Linked DNA regions of Mus musculus: region 2 is linked to region 1. Evidence: chromatin contacts called from public Hi-C data. All regions are on one chromosome and are shown on one strand. The core of a region is the stretch at or near the end of the contact, and the rest is flanking DNA. Distances in the headings are between cores, read along the strand shown.

Region 1 (6,423 bases), core at 1,401-3,900:
GGAAAACCAGGGCCTTCGTGTGTCTCCTGGACATGTCCTCCAGAGTGTGATGGGCTAGGAACACTGACTGTCCTCACACCTGAGGACGGAAGGGCCCTGAGCAGTGCCCTGAGCAGCCGCTTCCATGGCACATAAGAACAACAGGGTCTGTGGGATGCTAAGAAGAGGGAGAGCTTGAAAATTCAAGCGGCTGCACTGCTGAAATCCTCAAGGCTGACTGAATTTCCAAGTGGTCTGTAGAAATGAGCACAATCCCTTGAAGAAGGGATGGTGTACTTTTATGTGGGAAGAGAGTCTTACTTATAATAGCTTTGCACAGGACTTTTATCGTTATTTCAATTAAAAATAGGAAAGCTCTCCAGACCAGATTTAAATCCTGGCATTGGGCCTTCCTGGCTGTGCATCTCTGCAAATGTACAGCTGACTCATGCAGCCTTCCCCACCACATTCCTTCTTTGGTAAAACTATTCCTAGGGAAATCAGTGCTCTCTCCTTAGCCTACCCTGGGACAGGGAGAGAGATGACAGCAAGTTTTGAAATAATCAAGGAGAAAGGAGTTGACTTACATCCACATGCTACTCTGCCTGCTTCATGACAAGGCGGCAGCAAACAGCATTAAAACCAAGCCCCAGTGACCCCTGTACGCTGCCCACACCACACACACTGTGTCTTCCTACACGTGCCTGGCTTTCTTCTGGACCTCAGCATTAACTGCTTTTTCTGACTATATGCTAATTTGGCTTTCTTTGTTCCCCTAAGAGAGCCTAGAAACTGCTACTGTTTTTAGCACTCACTTCTTTAAAGCTCTTTCTTACAGCCCTTCCATCCTAGAATGATCAAACACCATAGGCGATCCGATTAAACGACCATGGCAGGAGTTATTTCTCCTCTCTGCTTCCTTGAATGTCAAGCAGATTTTAGAGGTGGGCTACACAGTTAACTAAAGGGTTGGGAGACAACCCTACCCATTATAGGAACCCAGGAAGAGCTGGAGGTTTTCTTGGTTGATATCTTGAGCAATGTGCAGTCTGTAGGTTTGAATGAGGTCCAAATTGGCCTGCAACTCCTCCTAGAACGAGTGGAAGAAAAGACCAGTAAGCTGAACGGCAGAACACGTCCATCTTATGTAGTTTGTATTTTCAGTGACAGGAGCCACTGTGCTCAGGAGGGGACTGGGGGTGCTGTGGAGAGTTATTAATGTACCAGCACACCGAATGGCTTACATCTTCTAAGATCAACAATACCTATGGGCCCCATCAGAGTTCAGTTCCATATTCTGTGTCGAACCAGGGCACCAACTGGTAGATGGATATACCAAAGATAGTTATATGGAGCGAAAAATGCCAGGTCCAGGCAGTATATCCTATGATTTTACCTATTTTAAATTAAAAATTAGGCAAAAGTAAAGAAGAGAGGTAATGGAACAGTGAGTGTGTTTCGGGGGATTAATGAATAGGAAGAAGAGAACCTCTTTGTTCTCTTTGTATGGAGACATTTTATACAGTAATATATGTAGATATATAAGAGAATCTATAGGACAAAGGTCAGAGGCACGCACTTACAGTATGTGCATCATAGTGTATGTGAGTTATGCCCCCTTTGTCAAGAATACAATATGGACGGAGGTTACCCACGAAGAACCAGATTAAAATCCCAGCACTTGGAAAGCTAAAGGAAGAGCATCCAAGTTTGATGCCAATCCTGGGGACAGACATTGTCAAAAGCAAGAGAGCAGGGAATCAGAAGACCTAGAGTGATTGCCTATGAGAAACAGGAAATGGATGTTTCATAGATTTTCTATAATAAGCCTGAATAAGCTCTTCTTCCTAAATGTATAATATTAGTAAAAAAATAAAATGAAAAAAAAAGAGAAAATAATAACAGGAAGACTATAACTTTGGAACTAGACCCTGATTCAAATGTCAGCTCCATCACTTTCATGTGGACAATGGTGGTATATTATGCTGTGTTTCAGGCCTTTGGTTTCCCTCTCTCAAAATTAAGCCAAGGTGCTGGAGAGATTGCTAAGCGGTTAAGAGCACTGGCTCTTCTTTCAGAAGATCCAGGCTTATACCACCTACACCAGATAAAATAAAAACTACTCAGCAGGCACATAGCCAGTAGGTGGTGACAGCCTGCTGTATCTCGACCTTCCATTCTCCTTTAGGGGTATTTAGAATTAAGGATGCAAACTAACTGAGCAGCCTCCACGCCTCCCTGTAACTGCCCCTCCACACCCCAGCCCCTCACAGCTCCACACCTCATCGAGCAGTGTCTCCATCACTCACTTTCCCTTAGAAATCAGGACTGGAGGCAAATCCCCCACCAACAGCTGTCCATCCCAGGACAGCAGCCGTCCTGCTGGACACCAGTGTCCCTCAGTCCCTGGCTGGATGAGGTCATCTCTAAGCTCCTTTCCCAATAGCAGCTCAGCGCTCTTGGCTTGTCTCCTCTGAAATGTTGATTCCTGTGAAGCCCTTCCTGAACCTCCTGGTGGCTCTAAAGCTGTCTGCTGAGGCACTGGTGTTGTCAAACATACCCAGATGGCATTCTGCTCACGGGGGACAGGTGGGGAGAGGCTGTTTTCTGTCTCTCTCTGAGTGCCAAGATCCGTGAGGCTAAGAGAAGCCCCTCCTGCAGGGCTAGCCTTTGCAGGCCCACGTGCCCTTCTGACTGCAAGGACCATGCTCTTTGCAGGATCCGTGCATTGCAATGAGCCTCTTTCTCTCCTGAAGCACAGGAAGGCTTTTTGTACAAGAACAGGAGCTTACCTGGCCAAAGTGATGAGCCAGAATTATGTCCACAATGTTGGTGGTAAAACCTGAGAGCTAAAAGATAAAAAATGGTGTTAAGCTGGGCGTGGTGGCACATGCCTTTAATCTGAGCACTCAGGAGGCAGGGGCAGGCGAATTTCTCTGGTCTACAAAGTGAGTTCCAGGACAGCCAGGGCTATACAGAGAAACCCTGTCTCGAAAAACCACCACCACCACCACCAAAACCCAAAAAAACCCAAAATGGTGTTAATAGAGTTAGCAAGTGTGAGTATTTCACAGGCTGTCCACTAAAGGAAGGTGTTCTTTTCTGTCCAAACATTATTCCTCAATAAAACAAGAGGTCACAGGGCATGGTGGCAAACAACTGTAATCCCAGTTACTAGGATGAGAGAGGTTAAGGGAGGAGGACCATAGTTTGAAGTTAGACGGGATGTATAGGAAGTTACTGGTCAGCATATGCTACAGAGAGAGACCATTTTTTCAAACCAGACAAACCCTACAAATTTAGTGTGATATATTTGTGTGACACAGTATTTTCAAAGAAACATAGGAAGTCTGAAAAAGGTTAAATTTCCATTCTAAGGTAGTATGGCATACTTTGAAATAGGGGCATTGTAGCAGGGTATTTTATAGTTACACCTACAGACCCATGAATTCAGAAGGCCGGGGTAGAAGGTTTAGTTTACTTCAGCACTGGACTTGGAGATTAACCCTAGTGACCTTGGGAGACCTAATCTCAAAAAGAAAAAGATAAAAAGAAAGCTAAAAAGGAGAGAGAGAAGGGGGTGGAGAGGGAAAAGGAGGGTTGAAGGACCGTGTGAGGGAACATGTTAGGTAGTGCTCTGAAACGTGCAGTCTGGGACGGTGGCCTCTGCTGCCTCCTCCCTGCCCCTAGTTTTGCATTTACACTGGGTTGATGGTGGGTAGAGATCAACTTACCACCCTGCCCAAGACATCCAAGACACAAAAAATAAGGTTCCTTCCAGTTTTAGCCATCTTTATTTCAGGGAGTGGGAGGAAAAGCTATATTTACAGAATGTTCTCACATTTTGAACATTTCTCTCCCAATTCTTCCCATTTCAAAACGATGCATCTCACAGTCTAATAAACGCGGCAATCTGTGTAAATCTGGAGACAGTCTATTTTCAGAAACAAATTTCAGCTCAACTCATCTTGCCAGTTCCCCGTTAGGCTTCTGCCTGGGTTCTGGATGGAATTCCCTCTGAGGACTTGGATGAGGTGGAGCTGAGGATGCAGGGAAGGAGGTGCGGGAGAGCCTTGGCCATGGGTGACAGGTTAGGGAAGAAAGATGGCCTGAGGTCACCCATGGGCTGTCAGTGAGCCTCAGGCTGCAGCGAGAGAGGAGCATGAGTAACGACCCAGCTCACTTCACGGGCTGCCCGATCCATAATGCTCAGAGACCCACCGTGCTCTATGAATGTCACAGGCTGCTCCCTGTCTAAGCGTGGGGGTCAGGACATCCACATACTAGACAGACATTTACATAAGTCAGGCTGGGGGAGGATTCCACAGCCACTGGCAACAGCGTTGTTAGTACTCTCCATCCAAAGCCAGGGGAGGCAATATTCCCTAAAGGGAAACCCATGTGGGGACAGACAGACAGACAGACTGTTCAGAATCTGGTCTGCTGGTAGGCAGAAAATATGTGCAAGATTTCATTTGCCTGGAATTGGATAAGTAGACTAGGCTAGCCTGTCCCTGCCTTGAGCAGTGGGATGCCACCATGGCCAGCCCTGGATAGGTTTTTCTTGTTTTTTTAAGACAGGTTTTCTTGGCTGTCGTGGAACTCACTTTGTAGACCAGGATGGTCTATACAGAGATCCTCCTATTTCTGCTTCCCAGAGTGCTGGGATTAAAGGAAAGGCTACCAAGCCTGGCCTGGATAAGCCTGTCCTTATGCCAGTTCACCTCAGACTCTATCCTCCTCTCACATCTGGCTTAAGGAACATAATTCTTTGGGCATACACTGTTCTACCCTTACTATCTTTTTTTTTTTTAAACCCTCTATTATTGGTACATAGACTGTGTCACCTTTTTTGTCTTACAATGGTTTCACAGATATTCTGGCTTGGTGAGTTCTAGCTATATGACCTTAAATAACATATTGATTCACTTGGTGAGTTTAAGAGCAGTAGCTGCTATACAGTAAGCATCGGATACGTGTTAATTTCTTTAAAGATCATTATTAACCCTCTGCCTAGAGCTACATCACTATAAAGTTCTCAGATACCAAAATACTGGATATCATGGGTTTGAGTGTCAATAAAAATCTATGACACATGTGATAAACAGGGTCATAGTCCTCTGGAGAAACTTCTTTCAGTGGCAAATTACAAAGACACTCATTGTAATTACAAAGTATTTAAAAATGAAATTATTACATTAGTCATCTTTTAGCAGGATGTGAAACTCGAGTTCTTTTTCTCTTATGGAAAACATCATTGCTTTCAGCTCGACATCCATAGATTTATATTAAATCACAGAAATACCACTTGTCCTTCAATAAGAAAACAGACTGCTTCGGCTGGAAGCTGTAAACAGTGAACATGCTTTCCCAGGACCTCTCCTAGGCTCCGGTTTAGCATGGAGATTTTATATGTGACAGGTCACTAGCATATTTATTTTTGATAGGCCATTAGTATACTTACTTTGTTTTCTATCTGGTGGCACATATTTTAGAGACCAAAATCCTTCATTTTCCATGTGGTAAACATTAATAATCAATATGACAAGTGGAACAGTAGAAAAGAGCTGTTTCTTATGTTTACTAGAGATAATGAGTCATCCAGTCATTTTATTTATTAAGCAACTAAAAATGCAAGCCAGGCTAAGAGAAGATATCTAAGCTACAAGAATTTAGCAAGAGACTAATATCTAAAATATGTTTTTTTTCCATTTTTTATTAGGTATTTAGCTCATTTACATTTCCAATGCTATACCAAAAGTCCCCCATACCCACCCACCCCCTCTAAAATATGTTTATGTTGAATGAGGAACCCTATCAGAAGGGCACAAGATTTTAACAGGAATTTTGCAAGAATATTCAAAAAAAAAAAAAAAAGGCAGTGACATCACTGCCTTTTAGGAGAAGCGAGTTCTAAGCTATACCTTCTAAGAGGATGCTCAGGGCTGGGGGTAGCATGGCAGTGAGGTGCTTGTTGAGCATGTGAAGGGGGTCCCTCTACCCCAAGGAAGAAAAACACACAAGGACAGAAAATCCTTTGTTGCTGGTGCAATGATAATGGGAAGAAGCCAGACACAGATGGCTACAATCTAAAATACCAGTTACACGAAGCTTCAGAACAGACGGGGCCTGTCCCTTCGAAATAGATGTCAGAATACGGCAAGGCGTGTCAGTCAGGAAAAGGTGGACGATTCTACATGCCAGTTGAGTGGTGATTACGTGTGTAAATATTTGTAAGTTGCACACCTAAAACCTTTCGAGCGGGGCTGTTGTTAAAGCTGGATGTTAGAAATACCTACATAACATGTTCAGTTCACCATGCTCAACAAAACAAAACTTCACATTGTGCCCTTAAACTGTGTAAAGGTCAATTTCTAAGGGACCAGAGAATGAGCAGACACACACAACCACCCAGTACTTACTTTGGAAGCTGCCCAGTCAATC
Region 2 (5,976 bases), core at 2,264-4,763, 87 kb after region 1:
CACAAGGTGGATTTGGAAACCAGTAATACAAACAGCTACTGGCAGGCATCTTGCTGACCTGGCTGATAGAGTTAACAGGAGCTGTTGCTACATTACTCTGCACGGCAGTTCACAGAACAGCTAGGGCGGCAGACAAGCAGTAGCTATTTCACTCGGGGACCATGCTGCGAACCTGCTGAGTCCTGAGGTGTTCCCTGGAGTACCACAATTCCAGGGGGCCCATTTGCATGTGCTCATCAGCTCAATTAGTCCTCATAGCAGACATAGGAGCCAGTACAACTGAGATTATTTCCAAGTAGCAGGTGAGAGGATAAAGTCAACAGAAGGAGGGCCCAGATGTGGAGCAGTTCAGACAGCAGCTGAGATGACGGGCGCCGCATCACCACTTCGCTCCCACAGGGGACGACTCGCCCTAGTTCCCCACCCCCCGCCCCCCCAGCTTCCCCAGTGTTAGTAAGGCTCCCCCCACCCCAAACCCTTTCAGTTCTGAAAAAGCAAGTAGGCTTTGCCTTCCATTTCCCAGAGGTGCAATGAAGTCCTAAGCAACACCAGGACAGGCTGGCTACCTGTTTGCACCTGAACCCCCATCTCAAGCTCTGCTTACTTGGAACCCAATGTAAGACAAACAGAATGGGGGTGGGAGGGCAGCAACAAAAGTCATCTCAGCATGAATGAACAGCAATCACAGATGAAGATGTAAGCCAAGGCCCAGTGGGGGGAGGGGGGGGACCTAGGAGCAACGCACCATTCTTGTGGCTAGCTCTTTTATTCCCTTGGCTGTCCTGAGAGATAAGAAGATTGAACAGCCATCCTCCTTGTGTAGAGGAAGCCCAGAGATCAGAGGGGATTTGATTAGCGCTAGGAGCCCCTTTGTGGTAGTTTGAATAAAAATGAGACCCATAGGGGCTGGCGAGATGGCTCAGTGGTTAAGAGCACGGACTGCTCTTCCAAAAGTCCCGAGTTCAAATCCCAGCAACCACATGGTAGCTCACAACCATCCATAATGAAATCTGATGCCCTCTTCTGGAGTGTCTGAAGACAGCTACAGTGTACTTATACTTACATATAATAAATTAAAAAAAAAAAAAGAAAGACAAATATTTAAAAAAAAAAAAATGAGACCCATAGGCTTATAGGGAGTGGCACTATTAGGAGGCGTGGCCTCATTGGAGGAAGTGTGTCACTGGGGGGCGGGGCATTTGAACTTTCAAATGCTCAAGCCAGGCCCATTGTCACTCTCTCTTCGTGCTGCCTTTGGATCTGGATGTAGAACTCTCAGCCACCTCACCAGCACCAAGTCTGCCTGCAGGCCACCAAGCTGCTCAACATGACGAAAAGGGAGGAAACCTCTGGAACAGCCAACCAGCCCCGATTAAATGTTTCCTTTTAAGAGCTGCGATGGTCAAGGTGACTCTTCGTGGGGAAGAACACTGACTAAAGATACTCTTCCTATCTGTTGCTCTGCTGGTTGCTTGACCAAGCTGGTTTCATCTAGAGCACAGCTTATACAGATGTTGGGGCTGACCTCTGTCATCCTAGCTCAGGAGAACTGAGCATGCCAGGCTAGTCTGGGCCAAATATTGAGATATGTAGTCTCAAAACAAACAAACAAAGAAAGAAAGGACAGGGGGAAGGGAAAAAGGAGGAAGAAAATAAGAAATACAGGATGCAGCTTGGGCTTGAATGCAGGGAAACAAATCAGCATCAAAAGGTTGCAGGAGCCGAGCTAGGAAGTCAGCAAATTCCATAGGTGGGCGCTGCTGGGAAATTAAGCACAAGAGCGAGCACCCACGAGCTGGCAGGTCCCAGCGGTGTGCTCACACCTCATTCAGCAGGGCATTGATTTGGTTAATGATTTCCAAATCATTAAAAAATGATATTAAAAGTTGGGCAGTGGTGGTGCATGCCTACAATCCCAGCATTTGGGAGGCAGAGGCAGGAGGATCTCTGTGAGTTTGAAGTCAGCCCGGTCTACACACAGCAAATTCCAGGACACTTAGAGCTACACAGAGAAACCTTGTCTCAAAAAAAAAAAAACCAAAAAAAAAAAAAAAAGAATCTATCAGATGTTAGGGCTACAGAGATGGCTCAGCAGTTAAAAGCACTTGTTTCCAGAGGACTCAGGCTCAGTTCCCAGGACCCACACGGCAGCTCACAACCATCTATAACTGAGAAATCTGACACTAGCCAGAGAATATGAACAGGAATATGGTGTGTGTACATGTAAGTAAGCAAGCAAAACACGCATCTACATAAAAACAAGTAAATCTTTAAAAAAAAAAAATCCAACAGATGTGAGGAGCTGGCATGTTTCTGTCCTGTCATTAACAGGACATTTTGGCTCGTTCTTCTCTTCTGGGAAGTGGCCTTACAGGACTGAGAGGGTTTAAAATGGCGGGCTGACAAGACAAAGATGGTGGCTCTCAGGGGGATTAGGTGAGTCCAAAGACTGGAGAGTCATAAGAACTGGCAAGAAAGAAGCAAAGCGAGTCTGCGCACTGCACACAGACAGACAGACAGACACGAGAACAGTGGGGAAAGCCCCCTGAAGTTCTCTTTCTCTCACTCTCTATCCATGTGAGAGCCTGTGACTACAGCATTGTAAATACTGTTCACATATACACCTGTGCACAGGACAGTAGAGGGCTGCTTTCTGCTGGTGTGTTTGTTTGGTTTGGTTTTTTGAGACAAGGTTTCATGTAAACCAGGCTGGCTTCAAACTCACTAAGTAGCTGAGGGTGATGACCTTGAACCTCTAACCTTTCTGCCTTTACCTACCAAAAACTGACAGCCATGAGCTGCCACACATTGTTCCTGTGGTGCTGGGAATCCAGCCCAGGGCTTCATGCGTGCTAGGGCAGTGCTGTACCAACTGAGTGACGTCACCTGCTCCAAATCAAACATGGAGCCTGGACTCTGTCCACGCGGAATGAGTGGGAGTCAAACAGCAGTTAAACCGAGCAAGGCTCTCCTCGGAAGACAATGACTCAATTAGTGAAAACCAAACCAGACAGAGATCTCTCCACAGATGTATACCTGCAGAGCAAAGGGAGGGAGCCGGACGGAATAAGGATTTTGTAATACTTAGGTCTTGGTTTCCCATTCTGGTCTGAGGACTCTCGCTTTCCTATGGAAACCACTCTTGGCTCTTCCCTTTTGGGTCCTGGGTCTCGACAGGCCCCACCAATGGGCACAAGATCGACACCTGCTCAGTGAGAACTCGTGAGACAAGATCACTTCCTTATTGCAACTGCTAAGATGTAAGATGCGATCACCGAGGCTGCCATGTGGTGTGCTGGGAAGGGAAGGGCCCGACTCTGGCGGCTTCCCCTGTGCCCTGGGCTCCAGCTATCACTGCACCAGAGCCTCCTCACCTGACTGAGGCGGTTCTGCAGCTCCTTCACCTGCTGCTCCACCTGCTGCTTTTCTCCCTGCAGCCGCTCCACCAGCTGCAGCTTCTCCTGGCTCCAGTGGCGCTCGCTCAGCTGCAGCTGCCTCGTCAGCTCCATGACGGCGCTGTAGGACTCTGCCAGGAGGTGTTGCTGCTCCTCCCGCTCTCTCTGCAGTGCAGCCTTCCAGTCAGGCCCGGGCCTCTCACTGGCACCCTTCCCAGCCTTCAGCTCCATCTGCAGGAAGAAGCACCAGCTAGCTGGATAGTGGCAGGGGACACTGGCTCCAAACCCATACTGGGGAGGTCTTCAGGGACTCTCTGTGCTATGGACCCCTTTCTACATACAAGACTGACCCCGAACCCAATGTTCTCTTCCTAAGCCTCTGTAAGCAAAGCACCACTTCCTGTCCCTCACCGTGGCTCCAAGGGGCTAGATAAGCATTCCACATCCTGCTACAAAAGGGAGAGCCCCGGCTACTGATAACCAAACATTTATCAGTTCTTACCAGGAGCACCAGCTTCCACGGGTGGAAGACATTCTTTATTCCCCACTGCTACCCCTTGAAAGCTGGGCCTCACCTTGTCCCAGAGGCCCTGCACAGGGAGATGTACACACAGTCACATAATACGCTGGCGCAGGAATGGTCCAGCATATTTTTCTCAGCCTCGACCTCATCATGGGGAGGCAGGAAAGAAACATACAGCCTCAAGACTCACTGCCCATGGATCTAGAACGCTGATCCTTATGAGGCTGGTCCGAGAGCCAGAGCTCCTGGGACGGCTGGGCCTGGGGAGCAGTGAGGGGCAGCGGGGAACGCTGGAAGAAGATGGATACCCACAGGGTGAGGAAGAGCGCAGGGCTCAGGGAAACTCAAGGAGTCTCCACACACCAGGCGAGGGTGGAAATGCACCCATGGGAACAAGAAGGTCAGAAGCCTGGGGGGCAAGAGCAAGCCTGCTACTTAATACCTAGGAGAGAAACCTAACTCCTCTGGGCCTGCTTGGCCATCTGGCCAGCAGAGACCTTCAGCATGCCTGTCTCCCATGGCCACAGATGGCAAGGAAGGCACCCGGAAGCCAAGATGTGCTGGAGGCGGCCAGGGGCCCAGTCCAGAGAAGCAGAGACAGCATTTCTACCTTCCTATTTGTCAGATCAGAGTGGGGAAACAACTTGCCCCCAGGCACACAGCAGATGCCAGCCCCCTGGGGATGCTGGTGAGAGCGCTGTTAGTCAGGCTGGGTGGCTGTGAGGGGAGACCCAATTTGAGTATGAGGAACACATTAGAGCCAGGTAGCAGGGGCTGGGAGTCCTTAGGAAGAAAGAAGAAAACAAATGAGGGTGGCAGCCAGCAGAGCCCAGACAGGAGTGTGCAGCCTGTTACCAAGTACAGGTGTGAGGGCAGAGGACGCCCTCGTGAGTCAGGTCCTGAGCTTATGTGTACTCTTGAAATGGGTACAGTCACGTCACAGATACCTGGCGACCGTGGGACCCAGGGAGACATGGCAAAGCCATTTGTCCCACCAGGGTGAGACTCAGAGGGAAACGGCAAAGCCTTCCTCTGTGTGTGGGCGATGTTATTAGTGTATGAAGATGTCCGCCACAGCAGCCCCCTCCAACATTCGCAGCCTGGAGACAGCTCCCCTACAGAGCGCTCCTGCTCAGATTTGCTGAGCTTGTCCCCTGATACTGTGGTACACCATAATCCCCACCACCCGGGTTATCTGCATTAATGACCACCAACTTCATGGTAAATAGGCTGAGTTTCCAGAGCTCCATAGAGAGTCCAGATCGCCTGATCCCAGCTATCTGTGTATCCTTGTGTCTGTCTGTCTTTTCTTCACCCTCTCAACACCCTAGTCCGGTCTATTAGGAGCCATGCAGGATATGACGCGCAGGCTGGCGTGGAAGCGTTCTGTGAGTCCACAGTGCAGCCTACATTCCTGTCAATCTCTCTGGGGCACACGGTGAGGTGCAGGGGACCCTGTGCATCCTTAGCATCCTCCTCCGAGACCTGCCTGTCTAGAGCTGGGCCGGGAAAAAGGAAGGGACCGTCCCTAACAAGCAGGGAGGCTTACCTGCGAGGCGTGGCCCTTGAGCTCTGCACGCTCTGTCTCCCAGGTGGCCTTGGCCTTTGCGAACTGCTGCTGAAGTTCAGTCAGACCCCGACGCTCGTCCTGGAGCAGCCAGCACAGCTCCTTCAGGGTGACCTTCATGTCGGCCAGGGTCTTGATGCACTCATTAGGCTGCCGGCAGAGTAAGGCCTGGTCAGGAACTTTATGAAGGCAGAAAGGGCAGCCCTGGCATAGCAGACTCACCCAGGAGTCCAGCTGGGGCCCTACCAGCTCCAGAGAGCTCTCCTCAGGTCCTCTCACCAGTAAAATGGGGCTGAAGGCCTGTCCTAAATAGCTCAGCTGAGCAGCAAGTCTCATACACAATGAAGTCTATTCCAGGAGCAGCTACTCTGCCCAAACGCAGAGAAACAACCTCACCTAGGCTTAGCGGGCTCCAGGCTGCAGGTCTCTCCTCTCTGACTGATGTCCCTCAAATGGCGCCAGACTGGATCCCAAACCTCTTTCCTGGTGCC

What was found. A called contact is a pair of places that touch in the nucleus more often than the background predicts.
Region 2: a Hi-C map of cerebellum shows a contact between it and region 1, with 2.0 times the contacts expected there. The contact joins two enhancer-like sites. A contact is called at or near these places in 2 of 484 Hi-C or Micro-C datasets (Th1 cells and cerebellum), 3 of 115 datasets of contacts at active chromatin or transcription factors (double positive thymocytes and embryonic stem cells) and 3 of 9 other capture datasets (adipose tissue, liver and pancreatic islet).

Annotation. Positions count from the first base shown.
Region 1 is chr2:156,937,586-156,944,008 of GRCm38.p6, forward strand. Ndrg3 (N-myc downstream regulated gene 3) reads right to left here. Exons shown (of 16, transcript NM_013865.2): 8 at 6,402-6,423; 9 at 2,772-2,828; 10 at 966-1,069. Among named protein-coding and RNA genes, the nearest start is that of Ndrg3, 51 kb to the right of the region's middle. Within about 2 kb of position 2,651, at least 12 of the 459 cell types and tissues checked have an H3K27ac peak or open chromatin away from gene starts, as enhancers often do. A contact at or near this core is called in cerebellum, where this site is marked.
Region 2 is chr2:157,024,013-157,029,988 of GRCm38.p6, forward strand. Soga1 (suppressor of glucose, autophagy associated 1) reads right to left here. Exons shown (of 15, transcript NM_001164663.1): 10 at 5,468-5,635; 11 at 3,375-3,626. Among named protein-coding and RNA genes, the nearest start is that of Dsn1, 20 kb to the left of the region's middle. Within about 2 kb of position 3,514, at least 36 of the 459 cell types and tissues checked have an H3K27ac peak or open chromatin away from gene starts, as enhancers often do. A contact at or near this core is called in cerebellum, where this site is marked.